Linked DNA regions of Mus musculus: all the other regions are linked to region 3. Evidence: chromatin contacts called from public Hi-C and promoter capture Hi-C data. All regions are on one chromosome and are shown on one strand. The core of a region is the stretch at or near the end of the contact, and the rest is flanking DNA. Distances in the headings are between cores, read along the strand shown.

Region 1 (4,873 bases), core at 1,736-4,235, 2.0 Mb after region 3:
AAGACAAGAGTCCCTGTGTGAAGGACCAGAGGGTGGAGTTAGGAGGTCAGGCAGCAGGTAGCCTGTGTCTGATGTGAATTGTCAGTGCTATCAGATCTGGGGCAGGGGACCTCCCCAACAATCTAGCCTGTAGCTTAGCCATGCTTAGCCCTTCACCTGTGGTCACACACAGGTCACTCTTCCTCAGACTTGCAGACTGCGGTGAAGGAAGATAGGTCTTGATTTTGACAGATTCAGTGGGCCAACGGGGCACAAGGATGGACCTGCAAGGAAGACTGGTGATGGGTGACCCAGATTTCTCTAGACCCCCCACCCCCACCCCCATCGCAGGCCTGGCCTTGTTGGACAGCATTAGCCACCTGTGTGGTAACATTGTGGGCCTTTCCATTCGATTCCTTCTTAGGTGGTCAAACCCAGGCTAGTTAGGGTACCTAAGGCTGCTGCAGTTAGGGCCAGGCCACTTTGATATTGGTCGTCTTTGACTACTGCAGCTCTGGGTCATTTTCAGGCTCTCATCTTAGAATTTATTCACCTAAGGCTGTTAGGATTGTTTCTTGACCATGAGGGGTTGGAAGTCACAGGCCCCTTGACACCTCTCAATCTTGAAATGGAGCTACTACTGTCCCCGAAGATTGGGGAGAGCAGAGAACATTTAGTCTCAAGACTCAAGAGCTACAGCCCCAGGCAGACAGAAGTGACCGTCAGCATGTGTGTAATAACCTTAAGACTTTCCCAGGTGATGAATCACCCACCAGCCACATAGCTGAAGCTGACAACGAGCTGCTGGACAAGTCAGGGTTTTCCAAAGGAACAGAACTGTTAACACATGCAAGGTGATTTATTAGGCTGCCTTACAGGATGTGTTCTGGGTAGCCGGACAATGACTAACACTGGACAGGCCAAGAATCTGGTAGCTGTTCAGTGTATAAGGCTGCATGGCCAGCCTGGCACTGAGGGCCTGGAGGACTCCTGGAGAGCTGCTGGCCTCCTGTGTATTGTGTATTTTGGCACCCTAGATGGATTTAGTGGCAAACGAGCAAAAAAAAGTTTCCTTCCATGTCCTGTTAGGGAGCTGCCACCAGAAGGCGCTGCCTTGCCTTATGGTGGATCTTCAGAAGCCACACCCATTCGACCCAGTGCCTCCTTCCCAGGCGCTCAGCCAGTCTGCTAGGTCTCATAATTTGCTCAGCTTTCTCCACTCAGCCCAACCCTCCTAGACATTCTGCCTCTCACCTCCCTGAAGTATTAAGATATCCAAATGTTTTCCCTCACCCTTGGTTCTCAGCCTGCATCTGAGGCCTTCTGTCTTCCAGCAGGACAGTCACAACCTGCCAGGTCTTTCATCCTCTTAGAGCAGTGTCAGCTGTCCCCTCCTATGTTGTACCGCCCAGCCTACCTCAGGCCCATGCCTTCCCAGCACCCATCTCCACCTTTAAACCTCACCCTCTGATGAGCATCCACCAAGCAGGCCAGGACATTAAGGAAGGAATTAAGGATGTAGCTCCCAGCCCCCAGGAAGAGCTGATCTGAGTCTATCAGAACTTGCCAGACACTCAGTTGTCCAGTGACCACCAGTCAGTGTTAAACGTGTCATTATGTCAAGAAATGCACCCTGTCCTAAGAATCAGAGTGCCTTGATCACTCTGGCCAGACAGCTGCATACACTTTCCGACAGACTTGAGGCCAAGTCTCAGCCTTGAACATTTCTGGGTGCCGCCCAGAATACACAAGTTCTTTACACTCATGTCCCTCACCCCATAGAATGGATTTTTGTCTCCATATTGAGGATTCTGCAGGTTCCCTGTTGCTACCTGAGACAGTTAATGTCTAAGAAGGAAAAGCCTTATTTAGCTGTAGTTTTTAGCTCCTGGTTTTACAGGTGTCCATCTAATGTCAGGCAGACTTAGTGCTTGTAGGCTTCAGGTGGGGTCTGGGGAAAGATTAGGAAATTATAACTCTTCACCTCGCACAGTGAGAGAGAGGGAAGGACTGGCCATCACATCCCAATTGTGGCAAGCAGGAGATGACCATCTTTACTGTGGGACCTCACAGTCCAAAGACAGCATGCACTGCCCTTCTAAGTGCTGTGTTCTAGTTTGCCTAATTATGCACATTCAAAACAAGACAGCAACAAACCACCTGTATGCTGGTGGTTGTTTGAATTGGTAATTTGGATGAGACGAAGGCTGGGATCCTGATCATTTTATTTATTTATTTATTTAGTTAGTTAGTTAGTTAGTTAGTTAGACAGGGATTCTCTCTGTGGCCTTGACTGTTCTGGAATTTGCTTTGTAGACCAGGCTGGCCTCAAACTTGAGCTCCACCTGCCTGGGACTGAGACCAAAGGTGTGTGCCACCACAGCCAGGCTTCTGATTGCTCATGAAAACCTGCCTTTTTTTCTGTTTTGGGCTTCTTGATTTGCTTGCTTTTTCTTTCCTCTGCTCTCACTTTAGCTAAATGACTATACATATAGCCAGCTAAGTGACTAAATGTCACTATATGTGGAATTCAATACAGATAACTATTTTGGTGAGACACTAAAGCACTCAAAAGTTTTTTTTAAATTAAAAAATAAGTGCTGTGTATTAGTGACTGATGGTTAGTGCTGCTTTTAATGTAGAGAACCAGAACCCACTCCGAGGACTGAACCCAAGGCACCCAAGCTAGGCAAGAGCTTGGAGTACCTACCTTACACCCCAGGCCCATCCTGGAGTGGTTCAAGCGTTTTTTGGTTTTTGTTTTTTTTGTTTTTCTCCCCCTCTAAATCTCTCTGTAAGGGTTTTGGAGAGACTCTAGCTAGCTTCAGGCTTCTCAGGAGGAATTAGACAGCCTGCTTAGGACTAGCTCCCCTTCCTTTCTCTTCTTTCCCCTCAGCAAAATCACTGACCAATGGTTTACCAAAGCTTGGGGGAAATCCCGCCTCAAGCGTCAAAATCCAAGTGTCTGCGCCCGCCCCGCCCCGCCCCGCCCCGCCCCTCTGTCCTCCCAAACCCGCCCAGTCGCTTCTGTCGGTCAAAGCAGTTCTAGTGGGCGGGACCCGCTGCCGCAAGGACGAGAGAAGGCCAGCTCAGAGCAGGATGGCGGCGACAATGTCTGAACCTCGGCGTGTGGGCTTCGTGGGTGCAGGCCGCATGGCGGAGGCCATTGCCCGAGGCCTCATCCAAGCAGGTGGGAGGCGAGGCCTGGCTGGGGGAGCTTTCGTTCTAATGGGAGGAGTTCGTAAGCCTTGGCGGGAGGGGCGCACGTGGTACACCAAGGGCCAGTAGGGTGAATTCGCTGGTTTCCTGGGTGAGAATCATACATCAGGACTCTATTAAGGCCTCCAGGATCGCTGGATGAGTCCGCAGTCCCTTCCCAGGCCGGTGAGTGGGCATGTTAGGCGAGGTGTGGGGGAAAAAAACCAAAAAAAACCAGTTCATTTATTTAACATTGATTGTATTGGTGAATATTCCTTTAAATGTATTGCATTAAAGAATATTACGATTGACTTCACGTGTGACTTCTTTGTAGTGGAGTTTGCTTGTTTCTTTTCTTTTCTCTTCTTCTCTTCTCTTCTCTTCTCTTCTTTTCTTTTCTTTTCTTTTCTTTTCTTTTCTTTTCTTTTCTTTTCTTTTCTTTTCTTTTCTTTTCTTTTCGAGACAGGGTTCATTTGGCCTGGAACTCCCAGGTAGACCAGGCTGATCCTGAACTCAGGGATCCACCTTTTTCTGCCTCCCAGAGTGTTGGAATTAAAAGTGTGAGCCACTCGCTGACTCGCTTTTAACTTTTTATCTCCTTAATGTGGCTGCGAGTTTCTAGTTCCATATGTGGCTCAAATCGTGCCTTAGATTGAACCGACTTAATGCCAAGTTAAATGTCTGACGTCCTGGCCTCTTCCTCCTCAGCCTCTGGCTTAACCAAAGGCTACCCATTCCTCAGCCCCCACTCTCAGAGGTGGGCAGCTGTGAGGACACTCGGGAGGAAGAGGATTGGCCCTGTGCTCTGAAGAGTGCCTGCTATCGCTGGTTTGTCATTTCTTTATGGCAACAATACCTTGAATTTGAAGACTGACGTTTCTCCACCAGTTCCAAATGTCTGCTACCTGGAGCTTGAGGGGTATGGTGGGGAGAGAGGCAAACTCTTCCGGGCTGAGGACTGCTGGTGTATATAACTGATGTTTTACTGGCCCAGCACGGCTGTACAGTATTTAGAAAACTTTATGAACAGATTGCGGGTAGAGGAAGTTGGTGACCTTTGGCTCTCTGCTTTCAGTTGTATTTCAAAGTCCAGAGGCCCATGATCATGGGAGGAGGGCTTCCTACAAGCCTTAGCAGTTTACACGTCGAACCTGGCAGTTCACCTGCCTCTTGCTGCTACACACACTGTCACTGACATCATTAGCTCCCTGGGGAAGGTTTTAGCATGCACTTCTGTCTGGCCCAGGCTTTCTACCCCTATATCCTCCAAAACCAGGTGGTGTCCACCAGAGGGGCCACTTCGTTTCCCCAGGACACACCAGCTCACTTGCCTGTTAGGTCTTTATCAGACTGGCTTTGTTTGTTTTTGTTTTAAGACAAGGTTTCTCTATGCAACCCCCTGGCTGTCCTAGAACTCACTCTGTAGACCAGGCTGGCCTGGAACTCAGATTCACCTGTCTCTTCCTAGATGCTGGGATTAAAGTCATATACCACCATCACCAGGCTAAGATCAGCTTTTTTAAAAATTATATGTTTGAGTGTTTTATCTGTTTAGGCACTGTGTGTGTGTCTATGTGTGTGCTTGCATGCTTACACACTCCGTGTCTTCAGAAGCCAGAAGAGGGCACCGGTTCCACTGGAGGTAGACTTATCAATGGTTGTCAGCTGCCCAAGTGGGTTGTAGGAACCTATCCCA
Region 2 (4,539 bases), core at 1,623-4,122, 2.3 Mb before region 3:
CCCCTGCTAGGCACAGGAGAACCTTGAGATAGAGTCCTGTAAGGAGGGACCCAGGACAGAGACTAAGACTCAGAGCAGGAAAGTGGCTTCGCAAGACCACACAGCCAGGACAGAAACCATTCTGAGACCTTAAGACCCACCAGCTTCCACAGAGACCAGCAGGAGGCAGCTGCCTTCCCTGAACCTAACTTTAAGGGTTGGGGACAAACATAGCAGGAGGCAAGCAAGCACCCATGGGTGCCATGCCCGTTGCAGCTGTCTTGTCCACCATGCCAGAGTAGGAGGATGCAGAATGCCAGCACGGGCTATGTCTGCAATGTTCCAGGCAGTACCCCTTTCCTTGAAGGTGCTTCAGGAGTATTGCTTCATTGATCCCAGGTGGCTGAACTGTAAGGAAACGACTTCCGAGGTCTATTTAACAAACGGGGAAACCAAGGTGCTCTTCGAAATGGATTTGCCTAGGGTCACACGGCCCTCAGCAGTCTCTATACCAGATGCCTACATCCAACTGCCTGGGCACACTTTTCTGGAAAGAGACCTAGCCTCTATCCTGGGAGGCCCAGCTTGTTGCTTCTGCCTCAATTTCTCCATCCAGAGAGGATCATCTGGCTGCCAGTGGGAAGGCTGTATCACTGAACTAGCAGGGAGCCAATCCAGGAGCACTGGACCTCACACATCCATTCATCCACTCTGACTGTAGGTAGTGGAGCAGGAAGCCAAAGAATGCTGTCCTGCAGCGCCACCTAATGATCACATGGTCGCAATGTGGACAGCCACACAGGAATTGATTTCCTTCCTCAAGAAATATTAGACAGACAATATACCTACCTCAGTGAATGGAGTTTATGCATGTGAAACACAACAGGAACTTGACTCTTGTTAGCATTTGTTATTAAAAGTGTCTCCCTTCTGGACTAGTTTAGTAGAGATTTGACAATGAGAGTTGTCCAGGGAGAATCACTGTTTCTTTGTGTCCACATTCTACAGTATCAGGTACGCAAACCCCTCAGTATCTGTTGGCCCAGTGAGTCCAGATGTCCATTTTCACTCCCCATTCACAGACCGGCTAGCGCTTCATGGCTCCCACATACCAGGTGCTGGTTACGAGTCTCCACAAGTGAAATAAACCAGGCAGGGTTTCTCCTCATTGCCAAAAAATAATAATTTCTTCTGGGTTAGGAGGTTAGAAAGCTTGTTTGGCACTCAAGAGTCTGCATTTGATCATCAGCACTGCAAAAACACACGAAAGTGACGAAAAAGAAACCTCTAGACTAGAGGTTCTCAACCTTTTTGGTGTCATACGCTCTTTTCACTCTTAAAAACTCAGGGCTGAAGAGAAGGCTCAAAATAACCAAGAGCACTAGATGCTCTTCCAGCAGACTTGGGGTCGTCTCACATCAGCCTGTAATTATGCTTACTTCTGGCCTCCACAGGCATGGGGTATACCTATGGTGCACAGACATACATGCAGGCAAAAATCCATATGTGTGTGTGTGTGTGTGTGTGTGTAATATATATAAATATATGTATACTTAAATTAAAAACAAAAACGAAGCCAGGTGGTGGTGGCACACGCTTTTAATCCCAGCACTTGGGAGGCAGAGGCAGGCTGATTTCTGAGTTCAAAGCCAGCCTGGTCTACAGAGTGAGTTCCAGGACAGTCAGGGCTGCACAGAGAAACCCTGTCTTGAGAGGGGGGGGGGGGAACTCATGTAACCAGAGAACATTTATGTGTAATATTTATCGATAGAATATTTACATCTATGTGTAATATTGATTGTAATATTTATTGATCTATCAGACTAAAAACTGACCTTTTTTTTTTCAATACTAGGGATTAAATCCAAGCATTCTACCGCCAAGCTATTAATACATCCTAGCTCTTCTTATTAATCTGTAACCCAGACTGGTCTAGAATTTGGAGTGTAGCTATGTGATATAAACTGACCTGAAACTTGCCACTCTCCTGCCTCGGCTTCCCAGGTGCTGGTATTCTAAGTGTTCTGGTATCACTGTGCCCAGCAGTATTTACTGTTTCGCCTGACAACCAACTCATTGCTTAATAACATAAACAGTATTTTGCAGCAAATAGCTGTATTTTTCAAAACAAAGCACTTTATTTTGCATGTTTGCAAATCTATTTCTTTGTTGGGGTTTTTTTTTTTTTTTGGTCTTTTGTTTGGTTTTTTCCTTTTGTTAGTTTTGGTTTGGTTTGTTTGTTTGTTTGTTTGTTTGTTTGTTTGAGACAGAGTCTTGCTATGTAGCCCAAGTTAGCCTGGAACTCAGAGCAACAATCTCTGTTCAATCTCCCAAGTATTGGGACTACAAAGTACGACACCTAACCTCCTTGGCTTTACTGATTCTCACACAGATTCTCACAGTGCACGGGACCGGTGTAATGCTTTGAAGGTCATGAAAACTGTCTAAGCCCGGCAAAGTGGCTTAGGTCTGTAAATCCGGCCCTTGGGCGGCAGAGAGAGAAGGATCAGGAGTTCAAAGTCATCCTCAGCTACAATCGAGTTCAAGGACAGCCTAGGCTAGATGTATCCTTGTCTAAAAAGAAAGTAGAAAGAATCACTTCTTTTGCAGGAACTCAGTCTATTCCACACTTGGCCCCTGGACAGAATTGACCAGTAAGGCTAGAAGTCGAGTCTGCCCGCCCACACAGCCTGGATCACCAGAGACCTGTTGCTTAGAAATTGAACAACTGTGGCTTCTGCGCTTTGGACACGCCCCTAGCTCCCCGCTCCTCCGGGGCTATAGGAAAGCCATTGAGCCTGCGTTCTAAGGCAGCACTTCCGCTCGCTGCGGAACCCTGAGCTCCTGCTCCAGTTTCTGCCGAGGAGCGAACACCGCCAGGGCGGAAGTAGCTCGCCGCGTGTGGGCGGGGCTCGGAAACATGTCGGCGGCGTTAGTGCGGCGCGGTTTGGAGCTTCTGGCGGCGTCCGAGGGTGAGGAGAGCAGGTCCTGCGACAGTCGCGCTGTGTAGGAGAGCCAGCCGGGCGGGTGGGGAGGGAGAGCGCGCCCTTCAACTCGGTCCTTCGCTGCCTTTCCCCGTAGCTCCCCGTGCGGTCCCGGGCCAGGTCCAGGCTAGCGGGACTCCGGCGAAGCGGACCCGGAGGGCGCGGGCCAAGGCCTCCCAGGCTCTGAAACTGCGGAACTCAGCGAAGGGAAAGGCGCCTAAGTCCGCTCTAGGTGAGTTGAGAAAGACTGTGAGCGCTTCTTAGAATTGGGGGCAGCGCCTTCGAGTCGGGAGTTCCAAACGTTCCCCGAGACTCCACAAGGAAAAGGCAAAATGAATGTTCAAATCGTGGGGGACAGGTTTCGAACCCAAGCAATCTAATTCCCAGGTCTGCCGCTGTCTGCTATGTGGCAGTTAACAGGATGAGAGAAAGAGGGAAAAGCCTGGGAGTGGTGACACACATCTGTCATCCCTGCACTTGAGAGGTGGAGGCAGGAGAATCAGAAGTTCTGTGTCTTTCCGTGGTGAGTTCAGGGCAAGACCTAATCGTGAAGGCAGATGAAACGCAAGACCCAGGCGCTTGTGAGCTCTAGCCGTGGTGGGGAGAGAAACATCAGAGAGTCTCTCTTAATTATTTATTTATTTATTTATTTGGCTTTTTGATACAGAGTTTCTCAGTATAGCCCTGGCTGTCCTGGAACTTACTCTGTAGACCAGGCTGGCCTCGAACTCAGAAATCTACCTGCCTCTGCCTCCCAAGTGCTAGGATTAAAGGCGTGCGCCACACGCTTACTCTGTAGACCAGCCATCAGAGAGTCTCAAAACTAACAAGCAGGGTTTTGCCAAGTGAGTGAGGCTTGTGAGGTGAAAGGCTCTGCAGTGCTCCGAGGAAGAATCAAACTAACAAGCCAAGGTGGAAGCAACGTTAAGGCATCTGAGAAGGTTTTAGCCAGAAAGGCTTGAGAATTTGGAAGAAGGCTAACGGGTAAGATGAGCAAGAGGCAAGATGGAGGACCCATCAGGGATAGAGGGCTGGCTCACTGGTTAAGAGCACTTGCTGCTTGCTCTTCCAGAGGACCTGGAGCCCCCCAGAAGCCCACAAAGCTGCTCACAGCCCACTGTAACTCCAGGTCTGGGGATTAGATACCCTCTTCTGATTCCACAGACGCTCACTTGGGGTGCACATACATACACTAAGGCACGCAACACACACACATTTATGAAATGAAGCACTCAGTCAACAGTTTACCCTTCTAAACTAACTAACTCGTTTGACCCTCACGGCAGCCCTGTGAGATGAGCAGATCTCTCCCCCACTTTACAGTTACAGAAACAGGCACCTGCCCAGGTGATAGAGGTGGAAGCCGGGCAAATTGTCCCCGTGCTGTTGCTCTTAATGTGCTCTGCTCAGGTGACAGTGCCTCCTTCCATCCCAGTAGGGACAGCAGAAGTGAGTTGATATCATTTACCAGTGAAGTGTCTGCAAAGCAGAAACCTTGTTTCCAGTAGAGCAGCTTAGGGGGTGTGGCACAGGTAGTAAGGCCTCCTTGAGAAGGGGCACAGGATGGTACGCATGT
Region 3 (4,944 bases), core at 781-3,280:
GGGGGGGAGAGGTGGCAGGGACCCTCATGAGAGAACAAGCTGCGCGGTGAGCAGAGAATGAGGCAGGACCCTCCAAATCGCTCTCCATCTGAGAGAGCAGAACAGCTGGGCCACAACAGGGGAAAGATGACTAAACTCCAACGACAAGCTGTAGCAGATGGCCTCTGGGAGCCACTGCAAAAAGAAAGGGGAAAGGAGAGAGGCATGATGGGAGCAGTTCAGCAAAGATACATGCCTCTTTATATTTTAAGGCATTTTGATTTTCTACTGATCTGGGCTCTTGCTATGGAGCCCAGGCTAGCTTCAGGTCTGCCCAGGCTGACCTCCCATTTGCAGCAATCCTTCTGTCTCAAGTTTTCAGGTGTTGGGAGCTCAGGATCAGCTGGACAATTCAGTGAGAACTTGCTTAACAACTGTTTAAGTCCGAAGGATGGCTGTTTTCAAAGCAAGTGACTTTTCTCACAATCTCCAACTTCACCAGCTTCTGTCGTTATGATCCCTCCCCTTCAGTTTCAGAGTAGAGGGATCCCAGAACATGCTGCAACTAACTCTTAAAGACATACAAACAAACACACACACACACACACACACACAATAGGACCCAGACAGTGACAGTAAACCTTTGGGGCAGAAAGTACAGCAAGTGTGGGACCTGCTGGGAGAGGAATGAGAGCAGGGTCGTGGTGGCCAGAGCAGAGGTTGTTCAGAAGGGCAGGGAGATGTCAGGCCACATCTTCCCTCGGAAGTGTGGGAAGAGCTTTGAGCATCCTGAGGAGCAACCCACTGGGAGTATGAATGGTTCGAACAATGAGGGAGATGGTACTATGAGGGCAGACAGCACTCAGGTACGGCTGAAGTTACAACACAGACAGGCTAGTCCCAATGTGGTGGGAAATTTAAGTTAATGACGAGGACCCAGCAGGACCCACCAAATCCTGAGAACACAAATTGGGGAAACGGGAAGGCAAGCTCATTGGTAAATTAGTGAAATGGGTAATCCCACCAACATTACCATTTCCAACACAGGTAGAGGCCAAATCACCTGATCAAATTCATCCCAGTGGTATCCACGGTAAGGACCCGAATGTGGAAATGTCCTTTGACAACCATTTATTTTACAATTTATTATCTAGCATTTCCAGTTTCATTAAGGGAGGAGGGGAGAGAGATGTCAGATATGAAGGCCATAAAACTACACTTGGCTGACCCTGGACACCACATGTATCTAAGATGTTTTTTTTTTTTCTTTTTTTAAAGATGTATTTTCTAATCAAGGAGATCTGCTGAGAAACTATCAAGGAAACATAAACAGCAGGCAGAAGGGACCAGCTTTTTAAAAAACGCCCATCCCGAGTCTCTTTCCAGACGGCTGCAGGGGGTGGAAGACGCCAAGAGGTCACACTGACCCGCACCCTGTGAACTGTGATGATCAATTAAGACGTAGCTTGGATAGCCCCGATCTGAATATCGATTTAGAGCGAGGCACTCTAAATCTGCTTTAAAAAATAGCGACCAGAAATCTCCGTTGAAAGACGCTTGTGACCTGTGGGACAAAGGTTTGAGTCCTAGCGGGCACCCCGAAGCTCTAGCAACCCGGACTAGGCAGGTCATTTGCCACCCTGCGTTGGGGCCACAAGTGACAAGCACACGAAACGCGCCGGGCCACTCTCCAGATAACGATCAGCCAGACCGACGACCACGCTGGGGCCAGCGAGCGCGGCGGGGCATTGTGGGAGGCAGAGGAGGCGAGCCTGGCGCGAAGCATTATGGGACACCGCGGGGACAGCTCCGACTCCCCGCCCCGGCTTCTCTGGCCCCGAGCGTGACCACGATTCAGTTCTGAACCTCTCCGGGCGTCCCCAGACGCCACTGACGTAATCCCCTCACTTGTGTCTGGCACCTCAGGGGCGAACGAGGATTTTTTTTTTTTTTTTTTTTAAAGCCGAGAGCTGTGACACACTTCCGGTTGTGTCTCACTTTACGGCTTGACATTTTTCCGCTGACTAAGAAGGAAGTGGTAGGGCCATTTACGACAGCGCTGGTCGCCGTTTACGGCACCGGCCCCTGCGCGCGCATCTTCCCTCCTGCCTTGACTCCTCGGAGTATCCCGGCAATCGCAGTTTTTTCCCCGGGCCATCTGTCGCCATCCGGGCCCGTGAAGGCTTTTGCAGGTGAGCGGCTTGTTTCGTGGGACCCTGCGGACCTCGCGAGCCAGCCTGGGCTAGACGTGGCTTCGGGAGCTCCCGGAAGAGCCTTCCTTTACGTCCTGTCGCCTGTGCCCCTCCGCTGGGCGGGGCGGGAATTGGCCCCCGGTGGTCCCAGGCACGACTCAGAATGCAGGACACCGGACCTTGTGTGTGGATCCCTCGCTCGGCGCTCTGCTCAGCGCCGTGGGGTGGGTTGTGGGGCGACGTAGCCTCCTCTAGGGGTTCGAACAGATTGTTTCTGTGCTCCGAAATGGGGGGCTGAGAGTAGGTTCCAGCTCTGATCGGAAACGGAGCCCAGGAGTTAATGGCCCCCACCTGTAGTGTCCCCAGTGACCCACACTGTATTGTGGCCAATACAGCTGTCGCGCCGTTTTACTTTTCCCCTACTGCTTTCTTTCTGATTCACGTGTGCAGTAGCCGAAGGACCAAACCCTGTCCATCCAGGGAGATAGATGATGATGCACATCAGGCCTTGAGCCATCTTGAACTTGTGACAACTCAAGTTTACAGTTGCTTTGGGGGCAGCCTGTTGGGTATGGCTTAAAGCCCCAGGTGGTCAGGCTGCCAGCTACCCACAGTATAACCAGAAGGAGGTCGGGCCTAAGTAGACAGCCTTGGAAACTTTTTGAAGGGATGGGCAGATGGACTCCTTAAGTTAGCAGAGCTAGCTTTGTGTCTCAAAGATGGGGTGTGTGGTAGCAGTCGGTGGTAAAGCGTCCAGCACAGCACCCCAACATCCTGGGGCCTCTTACTTCATGTCAGCTGTTTGAAGGCCACCACACCCCACCACCACCACCTCACCCTCTCTCCCACAACCCCGTGTTCTTCCTACAACTTAGCATACGTTCATATTTGGAGGGTGAAGCTCCTGGGTTTACTCTTGTCCGTGTCACCTAAGTATCACCAGCTTCCGTGTGTCAGAGGAGGAGGAGAGGCTACTGAGCTCTAATGGTGGACAATTTCAGGTTTCTTGTGTGTGGTCAATGCATGGGTTTTTTTTTTTTCCTTTTGTTGTTTGCTTTGGTTTTTGATGGGAAGTGTCCAGCAAGCCCCTGGATTATACAGCTATTAGCTTTTACTTTCCTAAAATGAGCTGTGGTATATACTATATACTGCGGGGCCAAAGCTACACTGCCTGTGTTCAAATTTTCTTACCCAGAAAATGGGACTGGCCCCACGGGATTGTCCGAAGGGTTTAGTGAGCGCGTGTGCTGTAAGCGGTCAGAACAGTGTCCTGGTGCTCCTGCGTATGGACATTTGACACTCGGCCGCTTTTGCTCTGAAGTTTGTGACCACCTTGGTCACCAATGGTCCTTTTGCTTGGCTGCATGCACTGTACAGGACTTGTGCTGATGGAAAATTGGAAGGGTGGGGTCTGATTGAGGGTTCAGGGGATGGTCTTGTTTGGTTGGTTTTAGTCCTTTATTTTTAGGATTTTGTTGTTGCTGTCTGTGTATGCACGTGTGTGGGAGTTTGTGCTGTGGCATTCTGCTGGAGAAGGCCACGTGTGGGGGTCTGTTCTCACTTTCCACTTTGGTTCCACCTTTACTTGTGGCACCATCTCAGCAGCCCGAGGGTCTTTAAAGCACTGTGTGCCGGTGCCTTTGTGTAACTGAGTGGTAATTGTGCAGGGTGACAATCACCAAGACTTTGACCGAGGCCCTCTGATGGAGACTGGGTTTAGAGACATTTGCTGTTGGGTGCTTTGGTGAAGGTGTTTCGGGGAATTCACTACTCTTACCTCCTTGAATAATTGAAGACACCTTTATCATATGTTCTACTGAGAAAGACGGGACACCCCATCAAGGAAAGGCACAGCTTCATTGCAAAGATGTTCACCAAAGAACCTGTCCTAGAATCAGTGAGACATAGGAAAATGTCGCTGGTGTTGGCAGGGTTCTGCGTTTTGAGTGTTCTTTGAACAGTTTACAGGAAAACCCTGTCCACAGTGCTCGAGAGCCAGGGTGCACCTCTGCAGTGCAGCTTCAGTGGAGGGTGGAGTGTTTGGAACTTGGCGGCCTTCCTTCTGAAACTTCTCACACTGCTTGTGTTCACAGGTTTTAGAAGATGGCGAAGTTCATGACACCTGTGATCCAGGACAACCCCTCAGGCTGGGGTCCCTGTGCCGTTCCTGAGCAATTTCGGGATATGCCCTACCAGCCATTCAGCAAAGGAGATCGGCTGGGAAAGGTATTGGGTCCCTTCAGCTGGGGCAGCTACTCCACAGTTCCCCACTGCCTTTCTAGTCTCTTGATGGATATCCTTCCTTTGGGGCTACCACCTAAGGAAGGCCCTGACCTCCAGAATGAGTCAGAGCCAGGGTAGCCACGTGCAGAGCATCAGAGGCGACACTGATGCCTTTTGTCGCTGTCGATGTCAGCAGAAGTCTACTCGCCTGACCTGTTGTCTTCCTTGTCCCTCACAGGTTGCAGACTGGACAGGGGCCACATACCAGGACAAGAGGTACACAAGTAAGTGGTCCTCGGCGGCCCGTCCACATCTGGGTCTTGGGAAGCTCATTACTTTTTTCAGTAAGCCCCACATGAAAGGTTTTTAGAAAGGAAAGGAAATGGTAATGGTAGTTATTGGAAGTATATTCTGGAATAGAGTGTACACAAACCATGATTTTTAGTCCCAGGATGGCCAGAGATTCCTGAAAGCTACTTTGCATTCTGTTGCTTGGGACTTCTGGAGCCATCAATCCATGGACTCTCGGCTCTGAGCCTTAGTTTTAAGG
Region 4 (4,726 bases), core at 13-2,512, 2.3 Mb before region 3:
TCCTGGTACCACCATATAAGCAGCATCACGCTGATTGGCCTTATTGTTTTAATTACTTTTTTACTTTTTTCTGTATGGGTATTTGCCTGCATGTTTGTCTACATGCCAGTTTGCCTTGAGAGTGTAACACTGTCATATCCTTAGACTGGAGTTATAATATATACAGTTGTGAGCCACCACAGAAGTGCTGGAAATTGAGCCTGGGTCCTCTGAAAAGCAGCCAGTGCTCTTAACCACAGAGACATCACTCTATCTCTTCTTTCTTTCTTTCTTTCTTTCTTTTTATTCTTTCTGTTTTTGCTTTCTTTTGCTTTTGTTTAATTTGGTTTCCTGATGCAGGGCCTCTCTACGGAGCTCTGGCTGTCCTAGAACTCACTCTGTAAAGCAGGCTGCCCTCAAACTCTGAAATCCTCCTGTCTCTGCCTCCTGAGAGCTGAGATGAAAGATGTGTGCCAAGTATGTGACATCATTCCCAAAAGGAAGTGATTTGCCCACTCACCAAAACAATCCAGACCCTAACTCGCTGGAATGAGGTGGGGGCGGGGGGGGGGGGTGTCTTACATGTGTGCACTTCAGGGCGTTCAGCAAACTTTGCCAGCACAGGGCCCAGGGCTCACCAACCTCAAAACTAGGCTGGAAGGAGGAATCCTCCCCATAACCCTATGAGGAAGAAACAGTTGTTGTATGAGCCTGTATGTGTTTCAGGGGTGAAGGGAGTTCCTGGATGAAAAACAAAAAATGATCTGAACTTTGGGCTCCAAGACAGAAGCAGTAGCCTCTGACCTTGCTAACTTCCAGCGCGAACCGGGGCAAGCCACCGCTGTCCCTTTTTCCTCAACTGCAGAACAGCTCCCCTTTGGCCCTGAGGGTCTTCCGGGATGCAAAAGATGCAGAAAAACAACGGAGGGCTGGAAGGAGAACGTCACGCAGGGGCTGGAACGAGGTCGCTGAGTGACTGACTACGGGCTCCGATCGGGGTACAACGCCCAGAGGACGGGAACGCAGACCCCGGGGCCAGGCTGGCTCTGTGGCTTGAGGCAACCGGGTCTTGAGGCGGGGCGGGGCGAAGCTTGGAGGCCCCGGTGGGAGCCGGTAGCCCCCAAACTGGCCCGAGCTCAAACGGGCGATCCCCGGCCGCCCTCATTCGCTCCCTCACTCACCCGCGGACCACGCGCTACCTTTCCTCAGGACTCGCCACTCGCCCAGTACCTCTCTCCGGGTCACCCATCAACATGGCCCCTCTACTTCCGGGGCACGACCTCGCTCGCGGGGCCGACGGAGACGCGACAGGGAGCGCGGAGGCGGGCGGAGGCGGAAGCACTTCCGGTCGGCCCCTCCGTAGCCTCCCTCCGGAGGCGGAGCCCGGAACTTAGTCCAGCGCTGCCCGTCGTGGGGCCCCGCCCACAGACGCAGCCCCGCCTCCTAGGTGACGTTACCTAGCTCCACGGCCCCTCCTCCGAAAGCGTTACTGTGCAGTCTCTGTGTAAACTCAGTGCTGGCTGGGTGTGGCTTAAGGGAGGAGCCGCAAGTCGTCGCCCTCCACCTGCTGCCTACGTCTGGCCTGCGAGAGGCTCTGACCACACTGAATTGATTACTTGACACACTGCATTTTGTCCAACCCAACCTCTCTGTTTGGTAGACTTCAGCATTCCAGTGTTACACTTGGGAAAATCGAGGCCGAGGGAGGCAGGGTCATTTGCACTGAAAGCTGAGCCCTGCAGAGGCTCACAGTGGGTCCAAGCTCAGTATTCCTCCAAAGTGTGTGGCTTTCCATTCTTTTAGGCCGCCCTACTTTGCTTTTTAAAGAAAGAAGTTTGTGACCCAAATAAATCTAGTTTGTGAAATTTCCAGCTAGAAGACCGGGTAACCTATCCCTCGGGACAGTCTCCTAAGTAGACGAGTTTTCCACTCGTAAAGGACAAGGAGACCCTCTGGGGGAGACCTTAGGATTACCCACTCACACACAGAGTCTCGGATGTCAGGATTACCTTTTCCAGATTCACTAACCTTCCCACACTCACCCCACTCCTGCCCCATGCTCCCAGTATAATGGGGGCTAAACATTAAAGTGTCTTCCAGCCCCCACATATCTGTGGTGTTTTGGAGACCAGAGACCAGCCAGCCGAGACACTGATGCAAACCTCAGGGTTCAGCCAGGTTTCACAGAGCATGGGCAATCTGGGATCCTCTGGACTGGGTACAGGACTGGACATAACTATCAACTCACATCATAAGGAAACAGGACCTTATAGGAATTGCAGCTCAAGGGGAACATTCATTTACCCAGGGCACAGGTTCAGGTACAGTAGGCATTTCACTGGTGAATGGATGGACTGTGTCTTAGTCAGGGTTTCTATTCCTGCACAAACATCATGACCAAGAAGCAAGTTGGGGAGGAAAGGGTTTATTTGGCTTACACTTCCATACTGCTGTTCATCACCAAGGAAGTCAGGACTGGAACTCAAGCAGGTCAGGGAGCAGGAGCTGATGCAGAGGCCATGGAGGGATGTTCTGTACTAGCTTGCCTCCCCTGGCTTGCTCAGCCCGCTTTCTTATAGAACCAAGACTACCAGCCCTGAGATGGTCCCACCCACAAGGGCCTTTCCCCCTTGATCACTAATTGAGAAAATGCCTTACAGTTGGATCTCATGGAGGCATTTCCTCAACTGAAGCTCCTTTCTCTGTGATAACTCCAGCTGTGTCAAGTTGACACAAAACTAGCCAGTACAGACTGGAAGGTCAAAGAAAGGTCAGGGGTCAGAGTGATCAAGTCTGTCTGGTTTGGAAAGGGCCTTTGTGCTGGTGGTACACTTGGGGCAGCGGGTTCAGTTTCCTGAGCCTTGCTTTGCTCCTGTGAATGCACTTGCCTAGTACACACATTGCCCTGGGATGCATTCAGTGCTGAAGGAGGACAAAGAAGATGACCTCATGGGACTAAAGATTAGAATTAAATGTCAGAGAGCATGAAAAGGTCGCCATTGTGGTTGGTGGCTTTTGTTATTATAAAACATAATTCTCTTTCATGCATGGGTAAGCACAAAGGGATTTGGAGCCAGGAAAAATTTTTTGGAAAACAGGGGCTTGGAGAGCTGGCTCAGCAAGTAAGAGCACTGGCTGCTCTTCCAGGGGACCCAAGTTCAATTCCCAGCACCCACATGGCAACTCCCAAATGTCTAAGTTACAATTACAGGGCTTCTGACACCTTCATATGCAAACATACATACAGCCAAAACACCAATGCTGGGGGCTGGTGAGATGGCTCAGTGGGTAAGAGCACCCGACTGCTCTTCCGAAGGTCCAGAGTTCAAATCCCAGCAACCACATGGTGGCTCACAACCACCTGTAACGAGATCTGACGCCCTCTTCTGGTGTGTCTGAAGACAGTACTTACATGTAATAAATAAATCTTAAAAAAAAAAAACAAACAAACAAAAAAAACACCAATGCACATAAAATAATATGTGTATATATGGAAATCCAGGACACTAGTTCCAGGATGGGCCCTCAGGGAAAGTCTCAATCTGAGGTCCCTTAGGAGGCCTCTGTGACCACGGGTCCAGAAGGCCAAGGCAGGATGCTGGGGGGGGGGGGTTGGGGAGGGGGAGGTCAGTGGGTAAAGCATTGTCCTGAGAACCTGAGCTTGAATTCCCGGAACCCATGTAAAGTCTGAGGTGGTAGCATGAGTGTTTGATGCCAATGTACCAGTGGGGAGACAAGCACAGGAAATGGGAAAAAAAACCCCTGCAAGGTCATAGGCCAGTTAGCCTGGCCTGCACAGAAGGGAAAAATAAGAGGTGTTTGTTCACCTTCAAACAAGGTAGAAGGTGAAGACCGTCATTCCAAGTTGTCCTTTGACTTCCACATAGGTGCTGTGGCGCCTGCATTCACACATGCACATGTGAACCCGCATGCATACACGCATGCACCACAAAGGTTTCAAAAGTGAACAAGACCCAGGTATGGTAGAGCACTCTTTAATCCCAGCACTCAGGAGGCAGAGGCAGGCCGATCTGTATGAGTTTGAGGTTATCAGATCTACATAGCAAATCCCAGGCCAGCCAGAGCTACACAGTGAGACCCTGTCTCAAAAACAAAACAAAACAAAACAAAACAAATAAAAGGATATTTTAAGATGAGCGCTAACGTGAGCGCTAACGCTATTGTTTCTGATGTACTCAGTACCTGCTTCCGAAGCAGATGGGGAGGCAGAAATCAAATGCAGTTTCAGTCTTCCCGGACGGACGTCACGGTCAAAGGGGAGAGCTAGATAGGTGTGCAGACCACTGCTGTAAAAATGCCTTCACAGCTTCTGCAGAAGAGCAATGTGGTTAAGTCCAGGGTGGGCGACGGGGCCGGGGCGGGGGTGGGGGGTGAGGAGACATGGGCTGAGGGTGCTCGGGGAGAAATCCAAAACTATGCAGGTGTGCTTTGGTTTGTTCTGGATCACTCTTGGGGACGAATCCTGCTAGCTGACAGCCAGGTGGTATCTGCAGGGGACTCAGGATATCTGGACCTTAGTTTTACACTTCTAAGTAGGTTGGTAGACACATGGAATCCAAACCCCTGGGAAGTGATGAGAGAGGTCAGAGATTCAAGGTCATCCTTGGCTACATACTGAGTCCAAGACTATCCCAAGCTACATAAGACCCTGCCACAAAACAACGGCAAAATGCCCAGAACTTAAAACTGACTCACATCAAATCAAGGGGAGAGGTGAGCGAGTCAG

Evidence for each region. Promoter capture Hi-C pulls out the DNA fragments that hold promoters and counts their contacts. A called contact is a pair of places that touch in the nucleus more often than the background predicts.
Region 1: a Hi-C map of B cells shows a contact between it and region 3, with 5 read pairs. The contact joins the promoter of Pycrl here to the promoter of Eif3d in region 3. A contact is called at or near these places in 2 of 39 promoter capture datasets (the C10 cell line and erythroid cells) and 1 of 484 Hi-C or Micro-C datasets (B cells).
Region 2: a promoter capture Hi-C map of liver shows a contact between it and region 3, with 5 times the contacts expected there. The contact joins the promoter of Rps19bp1 here to the promoter of Eif3d in region 3. A contact is called at or near these places in 1 of 39 promoter capture datasets (liver) and 1 of 9 other capture datasets (liver).
Region 4: a contact with region 3 is called in a promoter capture Hi-C map of liver, with 6 times the contacts expected there. The contact joins the promoter of Mief1 here to the promoter of Eif3d in region 3. A contact is called at or near these places in 2 of 39 promoter capture datasets (both in liver).

Annotation. Positions count from the first base shown.
Region 1 is chr15:75,919,672-75,924,544 of GRCm38.p6, reverse strand. It overlaps Pycrl (pyrroline-5-carboxylate reductase-like), which reads left to right and starts at 2,985. Exons shown (of 6, transcript NM_025412.2): 1 at 2,985-3,169. The coding sequence starts at 3,079.
Region 2 is chr15:80,262,639-80,267,177 of GRCm38.p6, reverse strand. It overlaps Rps19bp1 (ribosomal protein S19 binding protein 1), which reads left to right and starts at 2,872. Exons shown (of 4, transcript NM_175109.3): 1 at 2,872-2,951; 2 at 3,061-3,195. The coding sequence starts at 2,900.
Region 3 is chr15:77,967,910-77,972,853 of GRCm38.p6, reverse strand. Eif3d (eukaryotic translation initiation factor 3, subunit D) reads left to right here and starts at 2,030. Exons shown (of 15, transcript NM_018749.2): 1 at 2,030-2,171; 2 at 4,265-4,397; 3 at 4,633-4,678. The coding sequence starts at 4,275.
Region 4 is chr15:80,230,616-80,235,341 of GRCm38.p6, reverse strand. Mief1 (mitochondrial elongation factor 1) reads right to left here and starts at 1,262. Exons shown (of 6, transcript NM_178719.5): 1 at 1,161-1,262. Gm46521 (a long non-coding RNA gene) reads right to left here. Exons shown (of 2, transcript XR_001781722.2): 2 at 3,961-4,309.